2 separate regions of the Callithrix jacchus genome follow, and region 1 is linked to region 2. The links are chromatin contacts, called in public Hi-C maps. All regions are on one chromosome and are shown on one strand. Each heading gives the region's core, a stretch centred on a gene start, on an enhancer-like site or on the middle of the called end of the contact. The rest is flanking DNA. Distances are from core to core; before and after follow the strand shown. Region 1 overlaps ARNT2 (aryl hydrocarbon receptor nuclear translocator 2). Region 2 overlaps ARNT2 (aryl hydrocarbon receptor nuclear translocator 2).

Evidence for each region. Hi-C and Micro-C count contacts between places; a contact is called where the count stands out from the background.
Region 1: a Hi-C map of induced pluripotent stem cells shows a contact between it and region 2, with 1.7 times the contacts expected there. The contact joins two enhancer-like sites. A contact is called at or near these places in 2 of 3 Hi-C or Micro-C datasets (induced pluripotent stem cells and skeletal muscle).

Annotation. Positions count from the first base shown.
Region 1 is chr6:27,138,341-27,144,351 of calJac240_pri, reverse strand. ARNT2 (aryl hydrocarbon receptor nuclear translocator 2) reads left to right here. Exons shown (of 19, transcript XM_078326917.1): 3 at 2,711-2,758. Among named protein-coding and RNA genes, the nearest start is that of ARNT2, 50 kb to the left of the region's middle. Within about 2 kb of position 4,746, at least 3 of the 16 cell types and tissues checked have an H3K27ac peak or open chromatin away from gene starts, as enhancers often do.
Region 2 is chr6:27,034,116-27,040,915 of calJac240_pri, reverse strand. The region is part of intron 12 of ARNT2 (aryl hydrocarbon receptor nuclear translocator 2); the gene reads left to right. Among named protein-coding and RNA genes, the nearest start is that of ABHD17C, 120 kb to the right of the region's middle. Within about 2 kb of position 1,470, at least 3 of the 16 cell types and tissues checked have an H3K27ac peak or open chromatin away from gene starts, as enhancers often do.

The DNA.
Region 1 (6,011 bases), core at 3,497-5,996, 100 kb before region 2:
CCAGGGTTGCATCGTTTCCCATGTTGCAGATGAGCCCAGTGAGACTGTTTTCAGGTGGCTTGAGTCATCCTGAGCACTTGAACAATCATTTGTATCCTGATTTATCTCCTGGTTCACCCCAACTTTCTAGTGCTGATGGCTGCACACATGCACAGGTGCGAGGCACAGGATCTTGGTCCCTAATATTCCGGGACAAATGTTGGTTCCCAGGTTCCCTGAGGACTTCAGAAGACGCTGGGTCGGGAGCAAGGCTATCCCTTTCTCATCCCTTCTGCTTGATTGAGCCACAGCTAACCTGGCCAACGGGGGATTGTATACCATGGGGCTCACTTCCTCATCTGTCTGCTCTCGCAAAGGGCTGGGTAAAGAACAGCAGAACTATCTTTGTGAAAACGAGGGTGACCAACAATCGTGGTCTCTTCTGCTTTTAGCACTGAAGTCCTGGATCCCGGGTATCTCCTCTCCTATCCTGACAAAATCAGGATGGTTGATTACCCTAAACACCCCTAAGATCACGCAGGCTGAGGACAGAGGGCTGGCTCAGAAATTGTATTTTGCGGGCACACTGACGATCACACTCATACCAACTTGAGCTAAAAGGAATTTTAAAGATAACTGTATGTCTCACACCCACTTGTGGTTTTGTTAAATGCTTGCTTGTGTTCTTTGGAATGTTGAAACTGCTATTTTTTTTCTTAGCACTGAAATGTTTTTGACAGCACGCATGGAGTGTTAAATAACCTGCCTGTGGACAGCAAACTCGCTCTTCCCCATCGTGAACACTAGGTGGCAGTGTGGTTCTGTGGCTCTGCAGAACCCGGGGTGGATTTGGTTACAGCGTTTTTGCTGGTTACCCTCCCTGTGTAATTTTCCGGGAAAGGTGGGGTGATGGTTCAGTTATGATGCAGCATATTGATGGCTTTGATTTATTTAGAAAGTCTTGCATTCAACTCCCACTTGTCCACAGCATCGGCAACTCTAAAGCTGCTGTGCTGCCTGGTTTTCCAAACTACCTTGCAGAGGTGTGTGTCTGTCTCTTAGAGGTGTCTGCATGGCCCTTTAACTGTACTTTTTCTTTCTTTTGCTTTTCTTCCCCAGCTCCTCTTCTCTTTGTTCATAGGTATTTCTGTTGTCATCCTGTCCTCTTTTCCAATTATGTGACTCCTTCTGTTCCTATACTCTTAGCATAGCCCTTGTGTCTGAGAACCAGACATTCCAAATTAGCAGGGATTCTATCAGGTCATTCCAAACAAAATAAGGCCCAGATCAGAAATTTGGCTATGCTGCACATAAAACAAAAGCAGAAGGTACTAATTTTAAGAAGAAAATACTTTTCTGCTTTATATGATTCCAGTCCCTAGGTCCCTCAAGTTTCCCCAAAGCCCCTAGAGACTGTGATTTGTCTTGTTCAGGGCTTCTCGGGTGTGCCTGTGCAAAGATGGCTTGCCCTGTGTAACCTGGCCGTTTCCTGGTAACCTGGGTGTCCTGTGCCTTCTCCAAGTCACTCATTTAGCCACTGAAGCCCTGTCCTTAGAGTCTGGGGGTGGGGGGGTCACCCTTTCTGGGAGGCCAGCAGCTCTAGAATCTGTAGCAGTGGTCATTTAATACACACTCCATTCTGATACTGAGCTGTTCAGACAAGGAATTTCTTCGTCCAGTCTGCCAGGCAGGCTGGCCTCCCTTCTGCTTGGATTTCATGGGAGCTGTGCCTCATCCAGTCCACCAGGATTACAGAGAACAAGACGGGGAATGCAGGGGCTCTGAGACATTGTCTCCAAGGAGCTCCACTCACCCTGGATGTCCAGGAGAGCTCAGACATCTGTGTCATTTTTCCTTTTGTTCCTCAAGGACTGTGGGTATACTTGACACCAATGAAATATGCCCTCTGCCCTAACATGTTCAGGAAGCATGTGAATTACCATTAGAGAGGCATGATTTTTTGAGAAGAGTTTGAGATATTAGTTTAGTAAGTATCTTTCAAGACTTTTTGTTTTATGTTGACACTGAGAGATCCAGTAAAGGGTGACTCTGAATAATTACTTGGCCAGTTTCCACCAGCACAACCGATTTGAGTAACTTGGGCCCCAAACAGCCATTTCCCCCCCAACAACCATGTTTGCTCCTGGATTTAATAGGGCAATGGCCTTAAATGTCCTTTTCACTTTGACTCATCAAGAACAGCCACATTTTCAAGCAGCACAACCAGCAGTATGTTCTCTTTTCCTTGTGATCCCTTCACCCTGAAAACTTGTTTTCACAATCCCCTGAGCCTTTTTAGGCTGTTAATATACTGTACGATAAATGAAGAAACAAGTTTCAATATGGAATAGATGATGTGGAGGGGAGCAGGTATTTCCAAAGATGGCGAGAGACAAGGAAATACACCTTTCCATCATAGCCAGAGCAATCCATTGGCTGCTAAGAGTTCTAAGAAGGGAAGGCATATGGAGTTCTGGAGGAGACAGGTTGATACTTGAATATTCCCAGCCATAGAATTAATGGTGCTTATCCTCAAGACCTTTCATTTTGCCTCTTCCTGTCTTGAACCTGTGTGATGATCGTGTAGAGATATTGCTTGTTCCACTGCCAAAGTTTGGGACCAATCGATAGCAGGCCTCGTGAATAAAGCTCCTCTTGTTCCAGCAGCTCCTGTTACCAGTTAAAATGTTCTCCTGATAATCAGTACTCACTTGCAATCTTGACTTTTCAGAATGGACTTCGACGATGAAGATGGTGAAGGTCCCAGTAAATTTTCAAGGTAAGTTTATTTTATTTTCCTTAGACTTAAAGAAGCCAAGACCAGGCACGGTGGCTCACACGTGTAATCCTAGCACTTTGGGAGGTCAAGGCGGGCAGGCCACCTGAGGTTGGGAGTTTGAGACCAGCCTGATCAACATGGACAAACCCCCTCTCTACTAAAAGTACAGAATTAGCTGGGCATGGTGGTACATGCCTGTAGTCCCAGCTACTTGGGAGGCTGAGGCAGAAGAATCGCTTGAACCTGGGAGGCAGAGGTTACGGTGAGCTGAGATCGCCCTGTTGCACTCCAGCCTGGGCAACAAGAGCAAAACTCAGTCTCAAAAAAAAAGAAGAAGAAGAAGCCAATAGCCAACAATCACCTTAGTGAAAGATACAAGAATGTAACATCTTTTGTCATTGAAAAAGCCATTGCCTGCAGTGTGACCATCTTCCTGCTCCCTCACTCTGTGACAGTATTTGGCCCAGTGGCAGCTGGCTATTAGTGACCCTACCACATCCTAGCATAGAAGATCAACAGGTAAGTAACAAGTCATTAACTCTGTTTGCTTTAGAAGCAATAAATGTCAGTTTTAAGGTTCCTTTCTAAAAGACAGGGCTTTAAGAAAAGTATTTTATTAAGTATTTTTTAAAAGCCTGATGTCTTTTAAAAAGGAATCCATTAAAATTGATGTTCATTGCTTATAAAGCAAACAGAGGAATTCATTCTTGCTGAAAAGCCCTAGAGTTCAAGTTGAGAAAAAACTGTCAAGATTAAGTCTTTGATTGCTACCATGGAAATAAGAAGAGAGATGAGAAACCAGGGCAGCTGTATTTTGGATGCAGGATGGAAAACTGGGTTTTCCTAAGAACTGTATTGCCCACTGGCCATGTGACAGCATCTTTAGCTGGGTCCACGGGGCCATCCTGAGTGCAGACCACCTCATGGAAAGTTTGCTGGATCACAAGTGCCCACGGGGTTACATACGTGACATCCATGAAGGATAAGGCAGGCCCAGCCCCAGACTATCTTTTTTTGTTTGATTAAGATATGGTAGGAAGTTTGGCAGTGTTGACAGGAAGGCACAAATCATTCCATCATTCTTATTCTTAGCAAAATTCACATCTGTACCCACTTACATAAGGAAGGGCCTGCCTTGACATTCCTCCCCACCAGCCAAGCCTCCAGGCCTTCCCAATTCTCCAGGCCTTCTCAATTCTTGGTTACTGATGAACTGGAAAACGTGCTGTTGGTGACAATTGCGTTCCCCCTGTATCCATGGTCCACAGTTTGGGCTGATAGCCTCAGTTGTTTTTGAATGAATCCCTTTCATATTGAGTCCTGGGCCCCCTGAGCTATCCTCATTTTCTCCCCTCACGGTGGTCATTTTTGGTGATGGTTCCTTTTATAAACCGCATTGCGACTGTGAGTTCAGCACGCTTTCCCACCAGTCCAAGAGGGACATGTGTCTCGTGACTGCCCGGGGATTCCCAGAGTCTCTGCGTCCATCATAAACGCTCATCCTGCCTTACTTTCCTCACCAAGATCCTTTCCTTCCATCTTCCAGCTTCTGCTTTGAGTTAAACAGTAGAGAGGAGATGGAGAACATTTTGGTCACCAATGACCTTGGAGTTTCTAATCAAAACAAGACATGAGTTTCAATAACAGAAACATGGATGTGTTCCCTCGGTGCAGACGGAACTGCAGCTTGGACATCCACCCGTTTCTTGGGATACATTTTAATAGCAGGGTGTGCTTTCCTGCCCAAATGGAAACAAGGGCACATATCTCCCTGCCCCAGTTTGCTCTCCCTGTACACAGCCTCCCTTTATGAAGAAACAATGACTTTGATTTCTTGGTGTCAAAATTGCCCTGGAGATAATATTTCACAGCGTGCTAACCTCAGGAAATGATGATTCCTGGTGCCTCAGAACATAGAGAGGAAGAGAGATGAAGAGTGGCATTTGTTTGACATTGGAGATCAGTGTCAGTGATGAAATAACAGTGCGGGGGTACAAAGGGCTCGTTGTATTAGGCCAAGTCATTCAGAAACAGAAACTCTCCACTCTGGGGAACTATCTCATGAGCCTGTCTGTGAGTCTGTTTTTATACAGTCAAGGTTCAAACCCAGGCTTCTGTGAACCATTTCGTTCCCCCTGTGACAAATAAGAAGATAAGGTGTGTTTCCGGCATGTGCTTTACTAAGAGGGATCAGTTTATAACACCACCGAGGCCACTTGGTTCTCACAATAGGCTCAGCTGCTGGGCCTGCAGTGAAAGGGCCTGTGGCTGCATCTGAGCTGCTCAGCACTGCGGGGATGACTGAGTCCACGAGTCCACCCTCATCCCCGCACTGTGTGGTGGCTGTGGCTGCTGTCCAGGGGAGGGGTGGAGCATCTGCTTCCAATTGGCATGGCACACCCTGTTTGCTTTTCCTCTTCTTACAATCAGGCGAGAGAAGCCCCCTTTGTGTGAGGGCCTGGAAGAGGCAGAGGCTGCCTCGTGAGCCAGTAGTTTGTTGACTTGGAATCTAGGCAGGGTCCTCTGTCATGGTTTCTGTCCCTTGATGTGTGTGTGCAATCGGCTTTTCCAGCTTTTCCCAAGGGGCTTCCCAATTCACATGTCCTGCCTATCATGAGTTTTTTGATTTGGGAAGTCTGGTCATAGTCACAAAGGACCTAAATTACAGCCAGTTTGGTGTGGTTCCTACTTTAGCACAGCCAGGCCTATCACAGCAGGCCTCAGATGCCACAAAGTAGTAGATGTGAAACTGCCACTCTGCCACGTGACCTCAGGCATGGACACACAAGCACTCACATGCGCATGCCCACACGTGCACATGCATTCCAGGAGCCTGTCTTCCAGTGCCAGAAATGCTCTTAGGCCTGCTTCACTGCATCCCAAGGCCTCAGCTCTTTCTCACACATGGGATTCATACTGCCCTGGGAGCTGTGATATGCAGAACATGGCTCTGCCTGCATTCGAAGTTTCCTTCCCCTCACACGAAGTCGCAGGGACCTGGAGGACAGAAGCCAGACTACAGTGGGCTGAGGACTGATTGGGAGATGAGGACTTGAAGATGCATGGGAACAATTCTTTGAGCAGTTTGAATGTAAATAAAAAAGCAAGGGGCTCTGGGAGGGGTACTTATTAAGGATGGGAAGATCGTGAGTGCATTCATGTAAGGAGGGAAAGAATGGGGATAGCCAGAGATTTGGAAGGCCCAGGAGTGAGGCTGGGGAGAGATGGGTCCAGAGGACGAGGAAGAGCCCCC
Region 2 (6,800 bases), core at 221-2,720:
GAAGGAGCCAGGTGCAGGGCGGTGGGAGCCCAGAAGGGAGAGGAGGAGGAAAATGCCAGTTTGGATCTGCTTAGCATCTGTTCAAGCCACAGCTTTGTCCCAGCCTCACACCTCCTGTCACGACCCCCTCCAGCCACTCCCAGCTAAGACTTGGGCTCCAATAACATGGAGAACGTAAGAAGGGGCAGACGGAAGGGACAGGGAGAATGCAGTGGGGGCAGAGAATAAATGCTTCCCCCCAGAACCTCGGAGAAAGCGTCTCCAAGAGGTCGCCCTGCAGAGGGACTTGCACGAAAAGGTAAGATCTCCGTGTGAAAATCAACCCCCGGCAGAGGTTTTGCTTCCTTTTTCTGAAAGTTAGGCAGCACTGAGAAAAGAGAAAAGCCGTCTTGTACAGGGGTGGCCTTTGCAGTTCCTCCCGACAGCTGCGCTTGCAGCCTGTGACGTTGCGTGGATCAGGATGCCCCTCAGGACGCAGTTAGACCAGAAGCCTCCATCCGGTGTCTCTGAACTGAAAGGTCCTGCACTGGTGAAGTTGGCTGGAAAAGTTTACTGCGGACGGTAGAGGGCAGTGATAACCATGGATGTGGACTGGCCAGCACTTTTGAATTAGTGAGGATGACCTTTGCCAGCAGTAGGCAGACTTGTTCCGGAAAGATCCTTAAATGCTCTGTGCAGAGGGGAGGGGATGGTGGGGGGTGGAGGGTGGGCAGTTTGCAAGCTCGCTTGCTTTCAGTCAAAAGCATCCAAAGGAAACTTCCTGGAGAAATTGAGTGTTTAATGTCAAGCATTTGTGTAAAGCTGCTACAAAGAGGACCTCCTTATCACCCTGGCATTTTTTCCTGTTCCATCAAATACGGAATGAAGTCCAGAAAAACACAGACCCATTTAACATGCTGGTCACATGGCACAACTTTGAAACGTGCCTTGGCACAAGGGGCCAACACTCTTTTGAGGCTGTTTCTTAGCTGGAGTCATTTCAGCGTTTTCACATGGGCACAACTAGCTGCTGTGCTTTCTTCATTTCCAATGTCTTTTTAGGGAAGTGAGCTGCAGTTATCCCTGAGTCTGTTCAGACCAAGTCCTCTCTCCTGTGATAGCATTGTTCTAGTGTTGTCAATACCACTCCTGCTGTTTGTGCTCATGTGTGTGCATGTGTGTGTGCATGTGTTTTTAAAACCCCACCATGCCCAGAATCACAGTTGAGTTTCTCTGAGCCGACTGACCATCACGTGTCCTTCATCATGCTTAGCAGTGGCGACCTGGTTAGTCCTAGGCAGGCGGTGGAGCATAGGAGTGGGTACAAAAGAAGTCAAAGGAAGGCTGCATTCCTGGTCTCTGCAGAGCTGAGAGGCGGTAAGGGACTGAAACACCCAGTCACCAAGCCCCACGTCTGGGAATTATCCTGGGTCCCTCCCCCTCATTCACCTCAACAGACAGCCCGGCACAGAACCAGAGCCCCACAGGTTCTACCTGGGATTCTCTCTAGCCCATCTCTTCCTCTGCCTCTTTGGCCCTGCCTCAGGTGAGGCCTTGCAGGTGATCATCAGTCTTCCAGACCGTCTCCCCTGCCTTCCATCAGGCCCCTGCTGAGCCAGTCTCCGTGGCCCAGGAAGTAAGCTCTAACACACACACATGTGCACACCACCAACGCATGCGCACGCACAAACATGCGTGGCTGGACCACGCTGCTCCTGCCCCTGATCAAATCAGTTCCAAACCCTGTAACAAGCATTTCAAGTGCTTCACAATAGGTGTGCAGATGGCGCTCAATCAGGGTGGATGTTATTAGCCTCCCTCCCCAGACACCTCCCAGCACCTCGTGCTTCCAGTTACTCCCGGGGACTTGATTCTGGCTATCTTAGAATGCCCCCTTCATGGCTTCTTGCTCACTTCTCAGGCTGAGTAAAAACCCCTGTCTGGGGAGCATGGGGGGAAATTAACAGCATCCGGCCAGCCTCCTGCACCTTGCCGGCAGGAAGCCAGGCTTGATGTGTTCACTTTCGACTCCCCAGCCATTGTCACTGAGCTAATGGAGGGCGGCACTGGCTGCGGTGGGAACCCACTTCCCTCGCATGTGCTGTCAGTCCATTTTCTCCTGAGCAGCCGTGCTTTCTTCCTCTCTGGAATTTGCAAGCACATGAAGGCCTATTTTTATACCATTGCCGTGAAATGTCTAAGAAAACTCCCCAGGGCTCTTCTCAGGATGGGGCAGCCTGCTGGTCAGCACTTTCTCTTCCACATGTGCCCAGCTATGGCAGCAGAAACCTAAAGGTTGTGGGATGGAGATGCCGATGTTCCGACCACAGAGGCAGAGCGGGTAGGATCCTGGGGATTTGCCAGCCGTACCCGCGACCTGATTTTCTATTTCCCAGTGAAAGAGCTTTCTCTGGTCTAGGAGCCCAAAAAGGAACAGATGTAAAAGCAAACCCCCAGCCTAATGCCAAGAGCCCTTATCATGGCCTTTATGCACATTAGAAACATGGGCCCTTCCTCCCCAAAACACAGAGCTGCACCAGGGTGCATGGCATGTGAGTGGGGAGGGTTGGGTTTGTGCTCCGCTTCACCCCTCGGCCAGGCACCCAGGGCACGGCTGCGTGACTCCACACAGTGGTCCGAGCTCGTTGCTGAGATTCGGGACCTGGGTGGACACAGCTGAGCCACAGGTAGGAGTGGTTGTCATTTCCTGGAAAAATGTTTGTGGGTTGAAGATGGGGCTCTGGGGAAGGGACAGAGAATGGTTCAAGGATTCCTGCCATCATGGGGAGTTCACTGCTTCCACCCCACACAAATCCCAAGGAACAGATTTTTCTCCTTCCTGTAGCTCAAGATGCTCAAGGTACTGGGATCGGAGACATGGAATAATTGTCCTTGTTACAGCCACGGACATTTCTCTTGGGCCAGGACAGCAGCCTGGGACAGAGGAAAAAGAGCACAAGGTCTACAGCCAGACAGACTTGGGTTTGAGTCCTCTGTGTTCCATATTCCAGCCACGTCACCCTGGATGCATCATTTTTATTCTAACCATGTTACTCTGACATGGTTAGTTCAGACCCTGACACTTACATCTGCACTTTCATCATTACGCCTCAGTTGCTTTATCTCTAAAATGAGGATACTGCAGAGATGTGAAAATGTTGACAAAGTGTAGCCGTCAGTCCTATGTTCAGTGGAAGGTGATGGTGACCCCAAAACAAAAGCTATAAAGTAAGAATAAGGTATAGAAAGTCATGTGCTTTTTTTCCTGTTGATTACATTGATTCCTTTTTCTTTTCTCTTTTCTTTTCTTTGAGATAGAGTCTCCCTCTATCACCCAGGCTAGAGTGCAGTGGCGCCATCTTGGCTCACTGCAAACTCTGCCACCTGGGTTCAAGCGGTTCTCCTGTCTCAGCCTCCCTAGTAGCTGGGATTATAGGCGCCTGGCTAATTTTTGTATTTTTAGTAGAGACAGGGTTTTACCGTCTTGGCCAGGATGGTCTTGAACTCCTGATCTCGTAATCCACCCGCCTCAGCCTCCCAAAGTGGTGGGATTACAGGCGTGAGCCACTGCACCCCGCCAATTCCTTTTTCAATTTCTAAAATATCAATTTGTTTAGAAAATCATTTCTAGTGCTCCTACTCTGCCGGTCTAGCAAGTGTGGGTTGAGACTGCTTGGTGGGAGCTCACATGCTTCTGGTTTCTTCCTGTTCCTTTGTTCTGGGCTCCCACACCAAGATTAGGAGGCAGACTGTCCACTCAGATAGAACCTTGTTCTTCCTGCATTGTAGTCTTAACCCACCACACTGCAATTTCTTTCCCACGTGTCTTCCTCTGGAGACCGTTGGCCGAGTCATCAGTCTTTCCAGTGCCTGGCAGTACAGTTCAGTACAGTTCACTGAATGAATGACTCCTCTTGGCTGAATTCTAAACAGAATGTTCTCCGGGTCCTCCAACTGGGGTTCCCTTCAAGGAGACCTTCCTTTGTGGTGGGGACACATTCACACCAGGGCCATCGACACGGAAGGCATGGCCAGAGGAGGAAATGGCACTCAGACCATACACCTTTTGCAAGGCTGAGAAAAATAGTTTATAAACAGAATCCAACTTATTTTATTTTTTTCCAGGGGCAAAAGTTGTTCCCCAGTGAAAGTTATAGGGAGGTGCATTTGGGCTCTTTAGGGGTCAGGCTTTTTAGAAGTATTTGTGTCTGCAAATAGAGCAGGCTGCCTCAAAATCTAGTGAGTTCTCTAGCAGAGAAAGTCAAGCAGAGACTGACCAGTTGCCTGTCAAAAGAAATGATATACCAGGGACATCTCCACTGTTACCAGAGGAAAGCTGTGGACCAGATCACCTGTGTCCATTTGGTTCCTACAAGCTGAGAAGGGTCGGTAAATAGCAACGCATCTTTTGTGTCATCCAAACAACCTACACTTAGAATGAGAAAACCTAGTCTTGCTCAGTCTTCACCACTTACCAGCCTGGTGGTTGTGTTTCTACCACACACAGTCCAGGTACCCTCTGCCCTGCCTGTTTGCCTGCGAAAGGGCCAAATGGGATCCCTTGATCTCTGGCTCCTGGTTAAGTTTGGCCAGTGGAGGGACCGGCTGGAGACAAAGGAACAAGAATGGAAGAGGAAACGGTGTTAGGCAGCCTCGCTCACCACAGTTCTCACGGGTCTGATGGCTGCCTGCTCCCCCGGCTCCTTCCACCTTAGGGATGGGCCTGGCTTCCTGCTGTTGCTAGCCCAGGGGCTCTTCACCATCCTAGCATAACAACTATAGAAGCTCTTTCTTTCCTGAATTGGGGCAGACAGCAAAGCACCTTGAAATCGGAAGTATTGGGGCAGTCCTTGGCTCTGTTCTGTCATAGCCACTTGCCAGTTGACCAACCTTGACAACCACTTGACCTCTTTGAACTTGAGTGTCATAATTTTACTATGGGGGTAAAGTAACCACTCTGAAAGCTTACTGTGAGGATTGGATGAGATCATGCAAACACCCTCCTGTTTATGGCCATACCTGTGAAGTAGCCCCTTTCCTAAACCTTCTTTAATCATCCCTATTGAGGGTGCCATCTAGTTTTTGCAAACTTCTAGCGTCACTCACGCGGAAAGGGGATTTTTTTAAAACCCACTTCCGAAGTGGCTGTGAGGTGAAAGTGAGCTGGGATGAATGCAGGCACCTAGCAAGGGTCACGGCAGATGCACAGGGACAGGTGCAGGTGTTACCTCTGCCTGCCTTCCATAGCCGTCCAACACGCCACCTGGGTGGGGCCCTCCACATTCTCACCAAGCCTGTGCTTTTGCTGACAGTTACAATTTGGTTACAGTTTGTGTTACAGTGTATTTACAGTTTTGTTACAGTTTTCTAGCCATACATTCTTGGTGGTTCCTCCTCAGAAAGCTGGTCCACCTTCCACACCTGCTCCTCCCCACCAGCCACTTCCTCACCCTAGATAAAAAGGTTTCCTCTCCCACCCTCCCCTCACTTCCTACCCGCAGAATATCTAGCCAGCCTTCCCTGCATCCCAGACCCAGATGAGGGGAGGTGGCCCGTAAGTAGTTCCTCCATGGGGTTCCCTGGCACCCTATCCAGGACACAGCCATGGGTGAAAAGAGAGGGACCACGAACATGTCAGAGGAGACCCCACTGTGAACCTTCTTGTTTCAAAACAGACAGTGGAAGTAAATAATGGAAATTCAGAACCCTCCTAATTAATGCAGACACGTGAGAGATTGTTTTTCTTGGTTTTAAATATTGCTCAACTATACAATGTTTGTGGCCATAATCGCAGCGTGCATAATATATTGTGCTGCACCTGAACCTTTTCACACCTTTCATCATAGCTTCCTGTGTTTCTGGATGGTCTTCACAGTGGTTGCTGTCAGTGCTGTGGAATAGCCACTCAGGAAATTAATTACAAAGTCACTCCCCATTACGGCCAACTTTGTATGGGTAGCTCTTCCTTCCACTGAATAATTTCATTACCATAGCCCAGCAGCAGGATGATCACCTGGGATAGTGTGAGCAAGTCCACACTCCCTCATCTGGGTCACCATATTGTTTTCTTTTTTTTTTTTTTTTTGAGACGGAGTCTCACTCTTTCACCTAGTGCAGTGGCATGATCTCGGCTCACTGCAACCTCTGCCTCCCAGGTTCGAGTGATTCTCCTGCCTCAGCTCCACTAGCAGCTGGGATTATAGGCACGTATCACCACACCTGGCTTATTTTTGTATTTAAAGTAGAGATGGGGTTTCCCTATGTTGGTCAGGCTGGTCTCCAACTCCAGACCTCAGGTGACCCACCTGCCTTGGCCTCCTGAAGTGCTGGGATTACAGGCATGAGCCACCGCACCTGGTCCACCATATTGTTTTTTGAAAAGGTTGTGCCATACACGCTTCCCCAACACTGTATGACCGTGGTCGTTTCAATGCAAAGCCACCTTGTTAAACATATTTTTACCAGCTTAGCAGTTGAAAAATTATACCTCAAAGGTGTTTTAATTTACATTTATTTTGATTATTTTAATGGCAAGATGTTTCCCTAACTTGCTTATTATATATGTTATTATATGTAGATTATGTGTACATATAGTATTTGTGTATTTGTCCTTTCATTTATTTATTGCTCGAATTGTCTGTTCATATGCTTTAAATTGATTTGTGGGCTGGGCATAATGTCTATTAATGATTTGAGTTGCATAGTACCGCTAATAATTTTTTTGCCTGTCCTTGTTAATGATATTTAATGATTGAAGAGGATCCCATCATTTGCCCCATTTTTAGGCTCAGAGCTATAGAGTTCACTTTCCCTTGAAAACA